Regions from separate parts of the Mus musculus genome. Here region 1 is linked to region 2. The links are chromatin contacts, called in public Hi-C maps. All regions are on one chromosome and are shown on one strand. Each heading gives the region's core, a stretch centred on a gene start, on an enhancer-like site or on the middle of the called end of the contact. The rest is flanking DNA. Distances are from core to core; before and after follow the strand shown.

Region 1 (7,050 bases), core at 2,490-4,989, 110 kb before region 2:
TGGATGGTCAAAGTGTCAAAAGAGGAGTTGCCTGCATCCATAGAGATGTAGAGTTATCATGAGCCTGTGCATTTGAAGAAGGCTGTTGTTGTTCAAATACTGGGCTTAGGGTTCCCAGTCATCTGTTGATCTGGGAAAATAGATGGAGGGTCCATGTGGTAGAATGGGGGTACTTCTCCATCCTCTTGGCCTTGGGAAAGGAATTCCTGCTGAATTCCCTCTTCTTGGTCTACATGAAACTGTTTTCACTGTGTCGCAAGAGAGAAGCAGTAATGGAGGAAGAAGGATGCCAAGGACCATGCCGAGGCATTTCCATAGGTGATCTAATTTATTCCTTGCATCCACTCAAAGGGCAAGGATAGAGTTCATTCCTGTTCTACAGATGAGGGCACTGAAGCTCGTCGTCTTAGTGTTTCCATTGTTGTGAAGAGATAGCATGACCAAGGCAAGTCTTATAAAGGACAACATTTAATTGGGGCTGGCTTACAGGTTCAGAGGGTCAGTCCATTAGCATCAAAGCAGGAGCATGGCAGCTTCTAGACAGGCATGGTGCAGGCAGAGCTGAGAGTTCTACATCTTCATCTGAAGGCAAACAGGAGAAGATTGGCTTCCAGGCAGCTAGGAGGAAGATCTCTCAAAGCCCACTCCCACAGTGTCACACCTACTCCAACAAGGCCACACCTCCTAATAGAGTCACTCCCTGAGCCAAGCATATTCAAACCACCACACGTGTGACTCCAAAGGAGCTAGCCCAGGGTCCCAGAGCTGGTCCTCCATGGAGCAGGGACTGCAATGATGCTCTCAGGACTCTGTGAGAAGGCCTTGTTCCTTCCTCTACACCACAGCATGTGTGAGGAGGCTGAGATGCCAGGATTGCTTGTAAAGCCAACAACAACAACAGGGACAGCCAAGGTCAGGCTGGACCAGGTGCCTACCAGGTGCTTCCTCACAGCTCCTTAGCGATGTTCATGCCTCTTCCTTTCACAGAGTGAGGTTCAGCAGGAACTCCTCCACACTTCCAAACAAGTCAGGGAGGCAGAAGAGGGCAGTGACCTCTGCTCCAAGAAAAGCCCCTCTTAGAGACAGGCTGTTCCCCGGGCCCCCTCACACAGCTCCTCTGGAGCCCTTGCCAAGCCTCTTCTGCTGGGGGTTTCCAGAGGTCTGGGGGAAATTCCAAAGGGTGAGGATACAGCATTTCTCTCCCACTTCACTCCAGCATCCTCTACGTCTGCTGCTTGATCACATTCAGCTCCAAGCCCTCTTTGGAGCCAGGGTAGATAAGCAGGTCTGGGCATGCGCATAAAGAAGCATACTCTGTTAAGTGATCAGCTAACTTCATCAGCCACTCACAGGAGCTCATATCCTCTTGAGAGGCTGTTTACATGCCACAGAGTCACACCTTATACGATCTTGAATGTGTGCAAGGGTCACAGTGCTGCTGGTGAGTAGTACAGGGACAAGGGCAAGCCCGGTGTCCTTTACTCCTTTCTCCCTCTCAGACACAGTTGGCCTCCTTTTCTGAAAGAGTACCCTTCTCAGCCATCCCTAATACCTCCTGCCCCTTATATGCCACTCCTGTTCCACAAGAAATAAAGCCAAGAACTGAGTGGGATGTTATGTGAAGTGGAAGCGTAAGGGTTCTTTGGAAAGTGGTGGATGGTGTTTTGCTGAGGCAGACATGTGAAGGAACGTTTCACTGAAGCTGACTGACACAGGAGAAAGGATGTTGTGCTAAAGCAAGCACGGGAAAGGACACGTGAACAAGGACTCTTCACGAATGACACACAAGGATTGGTCTGCCTTACATTGTGTGGTTGAGCTCCATTTGTCAGGACTCTATAGAGAGAAAGGCACACACACACACACACACACACACACACACACACACACACACACACAAAACTTCTGGTGGTGTGCTGCAGTTTTCTGCCACTTCCACAGACTTAGGCTGATTCGCTGAGTGATGTCAGCTGAGACAGACATGTGTGCTGAGGCAAGACCCACAGAGGACAGGTGATGTTTGCAGGGAGTATGACTAGGACTGGACAGACAGTGATGGAGGCTGAGCTGGGCTTGCTTAATAGAGCTAGCTGTGCAATGCTTATAGGTCTTGCGTCTTTGCTGGTCTTTGCTTACCTGAGAAAGACACAGCCAAGAACTTCTTGCATTCCTGTGGCCCCCTCCTGCTGACTCCTGTCTAGCTGGCTGAAGCCTGGCTGACTCTGCTGGGTGGTGCCACCACTGCTGATTCCTGTTTGCTATCGTGGCTCTACCAAACTGGACTGCTGGTGTGTCCATGAAGGGTTTGCGAGTGGATCGAGCTGCTGCTGCTGCTGCTGCTGACCTATGAACTGAACAGCCGATTTCCAGACAACACAGACAGGACTTGTACCAAAGGACCTTTCTAAACAGGTCCACTTCCCCTGTATCCTTTCTTTTCTACGACATCTGGTGGGTGGTGGGCTATAAAGGAGGTTAAAGTGTTTAAGAACCATCATTAAAAATAGATTTTGAAAAAATAAAGTTACAGTTATATGTATGGCCAGAGACCCAGAGAGTCCAGGAGCAACTAACTATTCTACTATTCTGTTCTTCAACTAACTATTCTTACCTATTCCAGGTAAGTTCTAGAACAATGATGAGAAGTATTTTAGGAGCAGTAGGCTGAGTTGGTACTCTCAGCCGAGTGCTGTGGGCCCAGGCAAGCAGTTAAGAAAACTCTAACAGGGAAGTCCATCCGGAGGTAGAACAGCTTTGTGGCTGACAACTGACTGCAGCCAGACTTCAGTGAAGGATGGGACAATTAGCTAATCTGACTGTGCCTTGTTTCCCTTATCTGTAAAATGGGCAATGATAGTCATTTACCACAATGGCAAGTTTTGTTGTTTGTTTTGAGGAAGGGACTCTCTAGTCCTAAACGGTGACGTTAGAAGTGTACCACCATCTCCGGCTTGTCCCACTTATAACCAGTAATGGTTCCCTTTTGTAACCTCAGGGGCCGCTATTAACCGAGCCAGTGCCCTTTGATACTACATGATGTCTACTGGGAAACAACTTGCTGCTCACAAAGCCAGCCTCCAAGTTGTGGTCCTAAATGAGTAGAAATCTCCCAGTAGACACCCCGCCCTGCTCTGCTCACATACCATGGCCCCCAGTGAGCCAGTAGCTTTATATGTGTGTCCTGAGCAAGTCGTGCTCAAGGCCTTGGTGGTAGTTCTGAAAAGCAGAGTCTATGGTAGAGTAAAGACTCCCCATTGCTGTTCATAAGGAGTGGAAAGTTTAGAGGGCAAAGAGGACGTAGGGCCGTGCTCACCTTCTGTCGCTGGCTGGCAGTGGGCTTTGCTTATTCCACTACAATAACAACTGCATGAAGGCAGGTTTTGAAGGGTTTTTTTTTCTTTCTTTTTTCTGTATTCCCTGTCCTTAGGTTAGTGCTGGCTCATAGTAAGGTGTTTAATAATACAGGTTAAATGAACGAATGAACAAAGGAGTAAATTTGTCGAAGGTTTCCTCAAACTTTGACTGCAAATCTCAAGTCCACAGAGACCAGCTTCTTCTCATCCCTGGGGACAGAACAGTGAGTGTGGAGAGAGCGCCTAGGAATAGGCACAGGGCCGTTGTGAGTTCTGCTGGCCCTAGGACCAGGGCAGAGGCTCCCAGCTGCAGGCCAGAGGAGCCTGGAGCTTGTCTGCACTTGCTCAGTGGGCTGTGCTGGCTGCTGGTGGAGGTGGCTGCCCAAGGTCTTTTGGCTGGAGCGCAGCTCCCACTCCCTCCCCCGGCCCCGCCCATCAAGGAAGCGGCAGTGTTGGCTCCGAGAGAGGAGTCAGGCAGGGAATCCCAGCCCCTCCCAGCTCTAGACTGGATCCAGAAGGGCCTGGCATGCTTCTAATATTGAGCAGCAAATTCAATCAGGCAGATGAGAATTCCTATTATTTTAATATATTTAGAAGAGAGTTTAAGGTGGATTTTGTTCCATGCTGTATATTTTTACAACATGAGGTCAGGCCACTTTGATAAATGCTGTAATGGAAGCAAGAGGGGGCCTTGGGAAAGGGTAAGAGAATGAGCCGAAAAAGGGAGGGGGTGGTGGAGAGAGAGAGAGAGAGAGAGAGAGAGAGAGAGAGAGGACAGAGACAGGGAGACAGTCATGGGGATGGAGAAAGGCAGAAAGGGAAGGGGAAAGAGAGCGACCGCATGTGTATCTATCTCCAGCTTGTCTTTTCCACATATGTCCATGACTCCATGTGTGTCTCTGCGTCTGTTTGTTGTTTGAGTAGACAAATCCATTTGGGGATAAATAGGATGATTTTCCCACCTGCAGGAAGCGAGGCGGCCAAAGGCTGATTGGGAGTGCTTTACTCCGCTGCTCTCAGAGGCCCTGGGCAAGGACTCAGATTGCTCCTGAGGCCAGCCAGCAAGGCTTCTCTTAGAAATGGAGATGCAGGCTTGCTGCCAGAAAGGCAGGGCCAGTCCAGAGAGCCTGAAAGGCCTGCGCCTCAAGTAATCCTTGCCAGGAGAGGGGCCCTGGACCCCAGAGGCCATGCTGTCTCACTCATTGTGAAACGCCCTTCCTTCTGTGGTGGGCAACAAACACGGGAGCAAGAAGGCGCTGGAGCCCAGGCACTCACGTGGGAAAGTCCTCAAGCCTGGAGGCTGGGGTGGAGGTGGCAGTGGTGGTTAAGATGACCTTCAGAGGACTTTGTAAGCCCAGAAATATTTGGCTAGAAGCTTAGGTAAAGTATGGAATGGGGTTCCCAGGTTCTGGAAGACTTTCTAAGGCTCAGAATCCCTGGGAAGAACCCAACTTGTTGATGCTGCCACTGAAATTCCCTTGGCTCAACTTGTGTCTGCCTAGTGACCTAGAGCACCACTGACTTCTGGCTCCTGGAAGTCAGTGTGCTGCTTGCCTGCCTATGAGCATATGCCCCTCCAAGGGCACAGGGTGGCATCTAGCTCCACTTCATTTCTCTCACAGCTCCCCAGGATGTGCAAGTAGTTCAGCATTTCCCCTTCCTCTAGGGAGGAGCAGACGGGGCACCCTATCTAAAGCCCAGGCCTTACTCCCGAGCCCTAGTTGGGGAACCAGCTCATAAGAGGGGACAGGTTTGTCCCAACGATCTCTTTGGTCTAGCTTGGTGGCCTCCAACCCCTGCTCTGCTTTGGAGGCGGGCCAGAAAATGACCACATAAAGAATAAGTGAGCAAAGAGAAGAGAATGAGAGGAGGAAGGGAGGACAAAGGCCACATTGTTATCTCTTCCAAAAAAAATCCAGCCACGTCTTCAAAGCAGGATGCCTGGCCAGCCTTGTGGTTGCTTCTAACTAGGAGTATAACCTTGGGCTAGGGTTGACAGCTTGGAAATACAGTGTCAGGGCTAGAAGAGGCCCTTTCTTTGCTTGGCAGGAGGTTCTGTGGCTTGTTCCCTCCCTCTCTGCTCCCTTACTGACCAGCCCCTCCTCCCCCCCAAAAAATCTCGCCTAAGCTTTGCTACTCTGCACATGAGCCAATGGCAGGAAACAGCTCTTAGCTCCCAGGACTACTTTCTCTGAGTATACCAGGTCCAAAGAAGAGGACATACCAACTTTACCAGCTCTCTTCCCTGTCAACAAGCTGCCACGGGCCTGTTGGATGCATTGGGGTATTCCAGAGTGGGGACTTAAGCAGAGAAGGGAGAATGTGCAAGGGACACCTCTCCAGCCAGTGACAAAATTCAAGACTTGGGCCTGGAGTCCAATCCATGACTAAATAGAGAGGGTCTCATGAAGGTCTGGGTAGCCATGACAGTGATTATGGGCTAAATCACAGAGCTTAGTGCAGGAGTCAAGAACACAACCTGTGGGCAGGAGCCATTGGCAGGAGGGGAGACTCTAGCTGGAGCTGCTTTTGAGACCATTCACAAGTGCCTTTTGCTCCCTGCCAGTGTGGCATGGATCGCAGATATGGCATCCCAGGTAGCAGGTCAGTTAAGAGGCCGATGAAACGTGGCATAGGACCAGCCCTTGGGTTTCTACATGAGAGTGCTCCAGAGGCTCACTGGTGCCATACAGCTGCAGCTAGGACCATTGCTTGTTTTCTGGACTATGAGAAGCCTCCATGTATACAAGAGGGAGAACACATGCCCGGTATGTGCCAGGGTCTTATCTATGTGCTGACAGTCTGAGCGAGGCTGGGGGAACTGAGCCTTGTCTGTGGCCCTGTCAATGACATAGAGGACAGAACCCTTCACAAGTGCCAATCCAACCCAACTCAAAGCTTACCTCTTCTTGCACACTTGTGCTCTAAGGGGGATTTCCCAAGTGTGGTGGGCCAATCTGGAGGGGGATCTGCAGGCAGAAATCTGGACTTCAAACCAGACCATGCTTCCTGGAGACCGGGTCTCCCAAGGTTTCTCATGGCTGCCCTCTGAACGTATCGCCTTGCTTCCCGGGGCTAATAGACATCTTGCCCTCCCCTCCCCACACCACCCTACCATCTTCCCTCTTATTCTCTAGGTCACCGGCATTTTTAGCTGCAAGGCAGACTTCAGCCAGGCACCTAGCCACTTTCCACAGCTTCTACACTGGCCCCAACCATTTTCATTCTTCCTACCAAGAATTATCCCTTGGCTTTCTATCTCCTGCCAAGTTCTAGTTCAGTACCACCAACAATCACCCAAATCTAATTGGCCTGGAAATGACTGCCGTTGCAGCCAGTCCTTAGTAGTCTCTGCCCCCTACAAATCTGAGAAGAAAAGACCTCTCCAAGTAGGGAGAGATGACTCTCAAGGTCTTTCTTTGTCTTTCCTGGCATGTCTTCTCTTCAGGACGAAGAGCTTTGAACCAGAAAGCCCTGCCTACCGCAGGTGTTAAAGACTCTGCTACTGCTGTGCACCTGCGAGCAGTTGCTATCCCTCTCTGAGCTTCCTGCTTTCTCAACAGTCTTGGGATGTGTTTGGACACAGGTGGGTCTTTTCAGCTTGATGCCATCTCTTTGTGTACAAGGGCCTGCTGCGCATTACCACCCAATGTCTAAAAGCCAATGGCACCTGTACATCTTCCGTGACTCGGGTGAG
Region 2 (7,026 bases), core at 457-2,956:
GTCCAGGACTAAGGCCTTCTGACAAGCTGCCGCTTCCTGCACCTCACCCCTGACCCAACACAGTTGCTCTTTCTCTTCTAAGTGCAAGAGCTTTCTCCCAGAATCTCCACAGCTTACAGCTTTTTTGTCAGCCTCCCATGGCCTTCCCTGGACTTGCCCCAGGCCACACCTAGCTGGCCGCTGTGACTGGCTGGCCTGGCCTCTGCCTGCCTCCTCGGCAGCCTGGGCCGGGTGGTCCTTAATTGCTTCCTGTCCTCGCAGGCTCTGTTTGTTTGCACTGCAGCAGCTCCCTCACACCCCAGCACACCGGAGGCAAAGCAGAGGCGCTGCCCAGCAGTGTGGGGCTCCTGGGGCCCAGCCCCCAGCTAGTTCTCAGATGTTGGGCCAGCCCTCCCCAGACCTACCATCTGGAGCCCAGGAACCCAGTGAAACCCTGGAGACACCCCCTTTCAGCCCCCTCCCTCAGCTTCCGCCTCCCACCCTCACCATCCCCCTCCAGCATCTGGTCTTGCCCTCAGCTGGGGGGGGGGGCACAAAAACACTCAACAGGTGGCAGTCCATAGTGAAGCCCTGATAGACTTGGGGGGACCAAGATCTCTCTCTTTCCTTAAGCCACCATTACCAGCTGCAGGCCAGTGAAACTCAAGCACTATGTCCAAATAACACCTACTCTCTCCGAGACTACGATGAAAACGAACAGACCTCGGCTTCAAACTGGCCACTCCGTGTTTGACATTAAAACATCTTTAGCATGCCCTTGCTGTCCTATAGTATGGGGCTAATGCACTATAACACACATTTGTGAAGCTGAGTGAGCCAATGAGCCTATAGTCCAGGCGCAATGGAGTAAGGGTCGCTTGTGAACCTAACTTCCTGGTTTCGCTGGGATGCGTTAGGAGCAGGTGAGAGGTGTTCCCTGGACATCTGTTTCCAGGGGCCATCTGCTCGGAAGATTCCCTTGAATCTCCATTTGAATGAATAGCCCTCTGTCCTCCTAACTCAGAAGCCGGTCCCACAGTTCTGCCCCCAGATTCTTCCGTAGGAAGGAAGCCTTCTTCTACTTTTGAACCCACAGCTTCTCCTGACATTTCAGCTTTTCTCCAATCCAGTCATTTTACCAATGGAGCCATCATGTCCTTTCTGAGCTTGCTGCCCACATCATCCACTCCCAAGTGGATGCCTTCTCCCTGTGTCTAGGGACATCATGCCACACAACCCTGTACCTCTCTGACCCACCACACCCTAGGAATCCTAACCTTAATTACACTGAGAAATCTTCTGCCCCACAACTGGACAAAGGCTCAGACTAGATGACAGGAGAATGGAGACTTGCTAGGGATGGTGTGTTATCTGGGAGCAGAGGGGTTCTGACCATGTAGCACTTGGTTTCCAGGACTCCTGGGCTGTGTCCCTCCCTCCCATGGACTGTGTCCCTCCCTCCCAGCCTCTGCCCTGAACTTTTAGGCATAGAAGGAGACAGGGACCTGAAGCTATGCACGGGGAGTCCGAGGGCCCCCGGGCGGAGGTAGGGGGTCGCTGCAGAGAGCTCAGCCGCCAGCAGCCCCGCCCTGAGTCTTTCGCGGCTGGGGAGGCGCCACAGTCGGCTGGGGGTCTCGGGCACGGACGGGACACTACCCTGGCCTTAGGGCCGCCGCCGCGGGCTTGCGCCGCCCCGCCCAGGCCCGAGGAGAGCGCCGTCAGCAGAATTCCGCGCGCCCCGCTGTGGGCCGTGTTTACCCTGCCGCCCGCCAGCGTCTCGCTGCTGCGCAGCCCAAGGCCGAGGCCCGCCGCGGCGACACCGATGGACACACAACCCCGGAGGCCCGGCTGGCTGCGGGGCGGCGGCAGGGAGCGCTGGCCCTCGATAGAAAGAAACATTGGGCGCGCTGCTGCAACCACCGGACCCTTGAGGCCCTTTCTTGTTGAGAATGCGGGTGCCCGCAGAGCCCAACGCGCAGCTCCGCAAGGGCCATGACCGGAGGTGCCAGACAAAGCCCGCAGAGCGGAGAGAGACAGTGATGGCAGAAGGGCTTGCGCCTGAGGCAGAGCTTGGGGACAGAACGCCTAGCTCCAGCCCTCACAATGCCCTCACCCAGGTGGGTGGCTGACCTGGGTAAGGGCCCTCCTTTCTTCCTGGCCTGCATTTCTCAAGTTGTCCCAGGAAGAGTAAATTCAGGAACGTGGGACCACAAGAAGCCGAGAGTATGTGTCCGGCCCCCCACTCGCCCCCCCTGCACCCCCTACCCAGGGGACAGCTGCCACTCAGCTCCAGCTGTCTGTTGCCTGTGAAAAGAGAGCACGGGATTACTAGATCTTCAGGGTTTTTTTAGAAGTTATAAATCTGAATGTTTATGTAAAAATCTCCTGAATTTTAAATGATGAGAGCTAATTTCTTCATCATGTAGGCACTGTGCAAGCCAAAGCAAACACTTTGGAGGTTTTAAGTGGTCCATAAGGTGACTGTTTATGGCAGTCTCTAAGGCCCACGTGGGCTCTGACAATGGCCACATGTGTAGCTCCATCACCATTCTGACTGGAGTCCAAACCTCATCCAAATGTCACGCCCTCCCAGAGCCACCAGGAGGAGGCTGCCTTGCCCTGGCATCGGGTCCCTGAGAACACATGGTTCAACATGTCCAGACTTACGGTGGCCTTTCTCTTTTGGTGATCCAATGCCACCTCCATTTTGTTTCTGAGGCAGCATCCTGTATACACACACACACACACACACACACACTCACACACGGGGAGGGGGGGACAGAGAAGAGACATCAAGAGACACACAGCCATAGAGAGAGACAGAGACACAGAGAAAGACATACAGAGAGAGATAAAAATAGAAAAGGAAGAAGAGAGAGACAGAAAGAGAAAGACAGAGACAAAGACTCTCCAGGCCTTCCTGGGCCTGGACAACATGGCACCGATAGATTCTACACTATCACATCCAATGATGGCCTGTCACTCACTATTACATGGACTAAAAGAGGCAGTGCCCCAAACGCTCATTGGCCTACAAGTGTCTTTTAATCCTGGAACTGAAATTCCGGGGCCACCACCCTGACATGGTGGGAAGGCAGAGAAGGGAGGGAGGGAATAGAGTATCTTGCTATGGGCCTTCCCTGAGACCTCCCAGTCCCAACTCCTTCCCACTCCACAGCCCACGAAGCCCAGCCAAGCATGACAAGGGTTAATTGGATACCCCCAGCTGGAATCATAGAATCATAAGGCTGGAACGAACCTCGGAGGTCATCCAGCAGGGGTAGAAGAGAGATTTTAATTACCCAATCCAGCTGGCTTGGAAGTACCTCACCTCATCCCTCCGCTCAAGCCCAAGTGGGGGAGGAGACAAGGCCCAGAAAGGGCTGCTAGGCCTGGAGCCTCTCTGAAGGGTAGGCCCTAACCACGTCAGTCACATTCCTATCAGCAACCCCTCCCCCACCCGCAGCAGGGCCTAGCTTTGGATGGACACTCAGTTCTTGGCTGGATAACAGGCAGGGCTGCTGGTAGCTGGAGAAACTGTGAGTTGTTAGCATGCTAGACCACGAAGCAAGTGGCCAGGGCTCTAGGATAAGCTCTGCTCGCAGTCACTAGCTATGAAAAGGCAGGCTATACCGCACCTTTTCACATCCACTTCGGTGCCTCCTTCCATGGCTCTGGGTTAGTGACCCTCCAGGTCAGCTGCCTGGGCTCCCATTCCAGAAGTTTCTGAGCCTCTTTACTATCTAGTCTAGCCTGTGCTACACATGCATCTGAACTCCACTCTTGATGGTGTCATATATGAAAAGCCTTCCCTCTCACCATTTGGATAGCGTGGGGGTGGGGGGGAACTAACCTGGTTATTGCTAAAAGATTCAAAGCCAGATACCAAGAAGGACTTCCTGAAGCTGGAACTTGCAACCGAGGCTGGTAGCCAGGTGGAGTCTTCTGGAGACTGAGAACTGAAAACCCCATAGGGAATTGGGAGTACAGTAGCATAAAGGATGGGCTGGGGGACATTGCCACCAATATCCCTAGGTCCAGAACCTAGTGTGTGGGGGTCAAGGCTCCCAGGATTAGGGCAATAGCCACCCAGCCAATTTCCTGCTAATGAAAGTTAAGGGCATTAGCCCCAGGGACAGGCAGCTGACTTGAGGTGGGCTCATAGCTGCCATGGCCTCTGTCCAGAAGCCACCCAGAGGTAGAACCTAGCTGAAGTAGGCAGAATCGGGTCCTCCCCTACCAGGCAGAGAAATGGACTTCCCTTGGGAGAGCTACAGATGACTTTAAAGGGAGTTCTGCATTATCCCCCCCCCCTTCTGTAAGAGTCCTGAGGGGTCACTAACACTTCTAAGTGGCATCTTCTGTGGGGAAGTTCCCACTGGCTGCAGGCCCAGCCGGTGTCATTTCAACCCAACCCCTTTCCCACAGCTGAGCTGTGTGTTTATTCCAGCCCAGGAACTCAAGCTTGCTCACATTGGAAGTTCTTCTTTAGATCATTCCTCTATGCCTCCTGCTGTGGTACCTCACTCCTTTTTCCTTTTATCCTGCCCCAATGTGGAAATGAAGCCCTCTTTGGTCCCTGAAATGGAACAAAGCTTGGATTTTAGAATGATCCTGTGGTTTAGGAGGTAATCACAGTGCCCCGCCACCTCCATTCCCCATGCCTGCCAGCCCTGCCAGTTCCCTCCTGAGAAATGGCCCAGGCTGTGGGGATTAGAGGAAAGGTCTAGGAGCAGGCTGGCTAAGCAGGGCTGAGTGTGGAAGACAGAAAGAGGAAGGGGAAAAGGAGGGAGGGCCAGGCCAGGGTGGCCTTTGGGTTAAGTCAGATAATAACCCTAAACCACCTGCCGCGTGAGCCGAGTATAAATCACTAATCGGTTTGAGACTTCACATAGGCTAATGAATTTCTCTATCCAAGGAGTCTCTCCAGAGCCACACCCCCTGGCAGGTGGCCAAGCATGGAGTTTTCTGGGGCCTGGCGTAGGGGCAGCTTGTGGGATCTTCCAGCCTGCCCCCTCCTAGTTCCCTCTACTACATGTAGCCTGCTAGGTCTGAGAGCTGAGAAAAGCCAGTGACATGTGGGGCTCTGGACAGCTGTGGGCCCCAGGGACCTGGCCATAGGTGGCCACTCTCTCTGGGTTATGATGTATACTCATCTACAGGAGGGGTGATCCCACTTGCCTTGTGGAGTTGTGAATAATAAAAGCAGAACTAAGGGCCTAGTAGCCAAGTGCCTGGCGTGCAGTATGTACTCGGTCGATCAGCCATAGTCTTCTCAGCCTCTCATATTATGGAGAGAAGGGCAAGCTGGAAGGGTGTGGCTTGGTGCTAGAGGACTTACCCAGCCTGCTCAAAGCCCAAGACTCCACTCTTACTTAGTACCTCAAATAAAACAAGATGTGCATATGAACCTAGGAGGCTGTGAGTTCCTCACTCCCAGGGCAAGCTGCTAAAGTCAGTGGGTTCTACTACTCCGACTTTGAATCAGGAGGGGCAGAGCTAGGCAGCACATAGACAGCAATGTCCTGTCCTAGAGCAAGCATCAAGTGACCTAAGGACATGGGCTTATCTTCCATGCAACTAGAGGCTGTGCAGAAAAGGACTCCATGACACCACTACTCCTGGAGGCAGAGCTATCTTAGTTTCTACATGCAGATGGCCCTAGCTGTCAGGGTCCTGGGCCATGGCTCTGCCAGCTGTTTCGCCCTTGTCAGCCCCTCCCCCACCCCAGGCCCCAGTGGTCACCACTCTACAGCCCTACCCGGACTCAGACAACCTGTACAGTGCTGCAATATGGAGGGAGTGGAAAGAAACTAGTGAAACTTGGATCCTCAACTGATGAGATGGCTCTGCCTGCCATTGGGCTACACAACTTGAGTCTGGTCCCTAGGACCCACATGGTGGAGAAGATGGACACCCAAAACTTGTCCTCTGACTTCCACATGCACACCATACATATCATAGCACATGGGCACCTGTGTATGTACATGTACACACACACACACACTGAATTAATGTAAATTTTTTTTAAAAGAAAATACACTGGAAACAAAGTTCCCAGAAGGCTGACATGTGGGCAGGGGGAGGCAATCAGGCAAACCCACACTTCCTAGTGGGACTTTGAGCGAGGACTACAATAGTAGGGTGGTGGTATAACTACCAATGCATCAGCATTGTGCTCCTTCTAGTCTATGGTTCTGTACACTGACAAATCACCTTCCGACCTGCAGTTGAGTCTGTCCTAATGGTGCCTTTCTGCCCTGACACAGTGAGATTCTGCATGTTTAGGACCTGACCAGTCAGCCCTTGCTCCTGTGTCTCTTGCATCCCATCCATCTTCGGGCTCTGTGCTTCTCCAGCGAGGCTAGAGCAGTAGCATCCTCATATCCTTCCTGGGGCTGGGGAAGGGATGGCTCACATACTCTGTTCTTTTCTTGACCTCTGTGTCAACTTGGACAGCAGAAGGGGTAAGGTCCTTCTGCCAGGCAGAGGAGAATCCATCTTCAAGACTGATCTTAGTGTGTAGGATTACAATAGAAAAATGTCTCCTGGAAGGTGGGGCCAAGGATTCTGACTCGAATTTATGGAGGTGCTGGCTCTGGCTTACTAGTCAACTGTATCGATATAAGCAACTTGTCTTTCTCTGAGCTCAAGCTTGCCATCTATATAGCATGAACATAGAGGTAGCAGGAATCCCACATTGTTAGAGGTTTTCTCTGTCTTTATAAACTGGGTAGCTGGTTCTGAGCAGGTTGAGCCCAGTTTTGCTCAACCTCAAATACAAGGGCTTTCCCCCCTCCTCCCTGTGACTCTCCCAACAAGTGCCAGGAGGAAATTCTCACATTAACCTCAGAGTATTGATGGGTGTGTCCTAGGCCTGTCCTAGTACAGGATTCTCTGTATCGGTGCAGATCAACCTAGAGCAAAAGGAGGTCATATGTGAATCCCCAGCCCAGGGAGATACGTGCCCTAAAAGGAAACTCTTGCTATCACAAAAATGGGAGGTCAAAAGAAGAGGTGACAGTACCAAACTGTCTGCTACCTCAG

The links. A called contact is a pair of places that touch in the nucleus more often than the background predicts.
Region 1: a Hi-C map of uterus shows a contact between it and region 2, with 2.9 times the contacts expected there. The contact joins two enhancer-like sites. A contact is called at or near these places in 8 of 484 Hi-C or Micro-C datasets (the HL-1 cell line, the N1E-115 cell line, adipose-derived mesenchymal stem cells and 4 more).

Annotation. Positions count from the first base shown.
Region 1 is chrX:99,323,075-99,330,124 of GRCm38.p6, reverse strand. No RefSeq gene overlaps it. Among named protein-coding and RNA genes, the nearest start is that of Gm30704, 8.1 kb to the left of the region's middle. Within about 2 kb of position 3,739, at least 75 of the 459 cell types and tissues checked have an H3K27ac peak or open chromatin away from gene starts, as enhancers often do. A contact at or near this core is called in uterus, where this site is marked.
Region 2 is chrX:99,211,676-99,218,701 of GRCm38.p6, reverse strand. No RefSeq gene overlaps it. Among named protein-coding and RNA genes, the nearest start is that of Gm46674, 16 kb to the right of the region's middle. Within about 2 kb of position 1,706, at least 145 of the 459 cell types and tissues checked have an H3K27ac peak or open chromatin away from gene starts, as enhancers often do. A contact at or near this core is called in uterus, where this site is marked.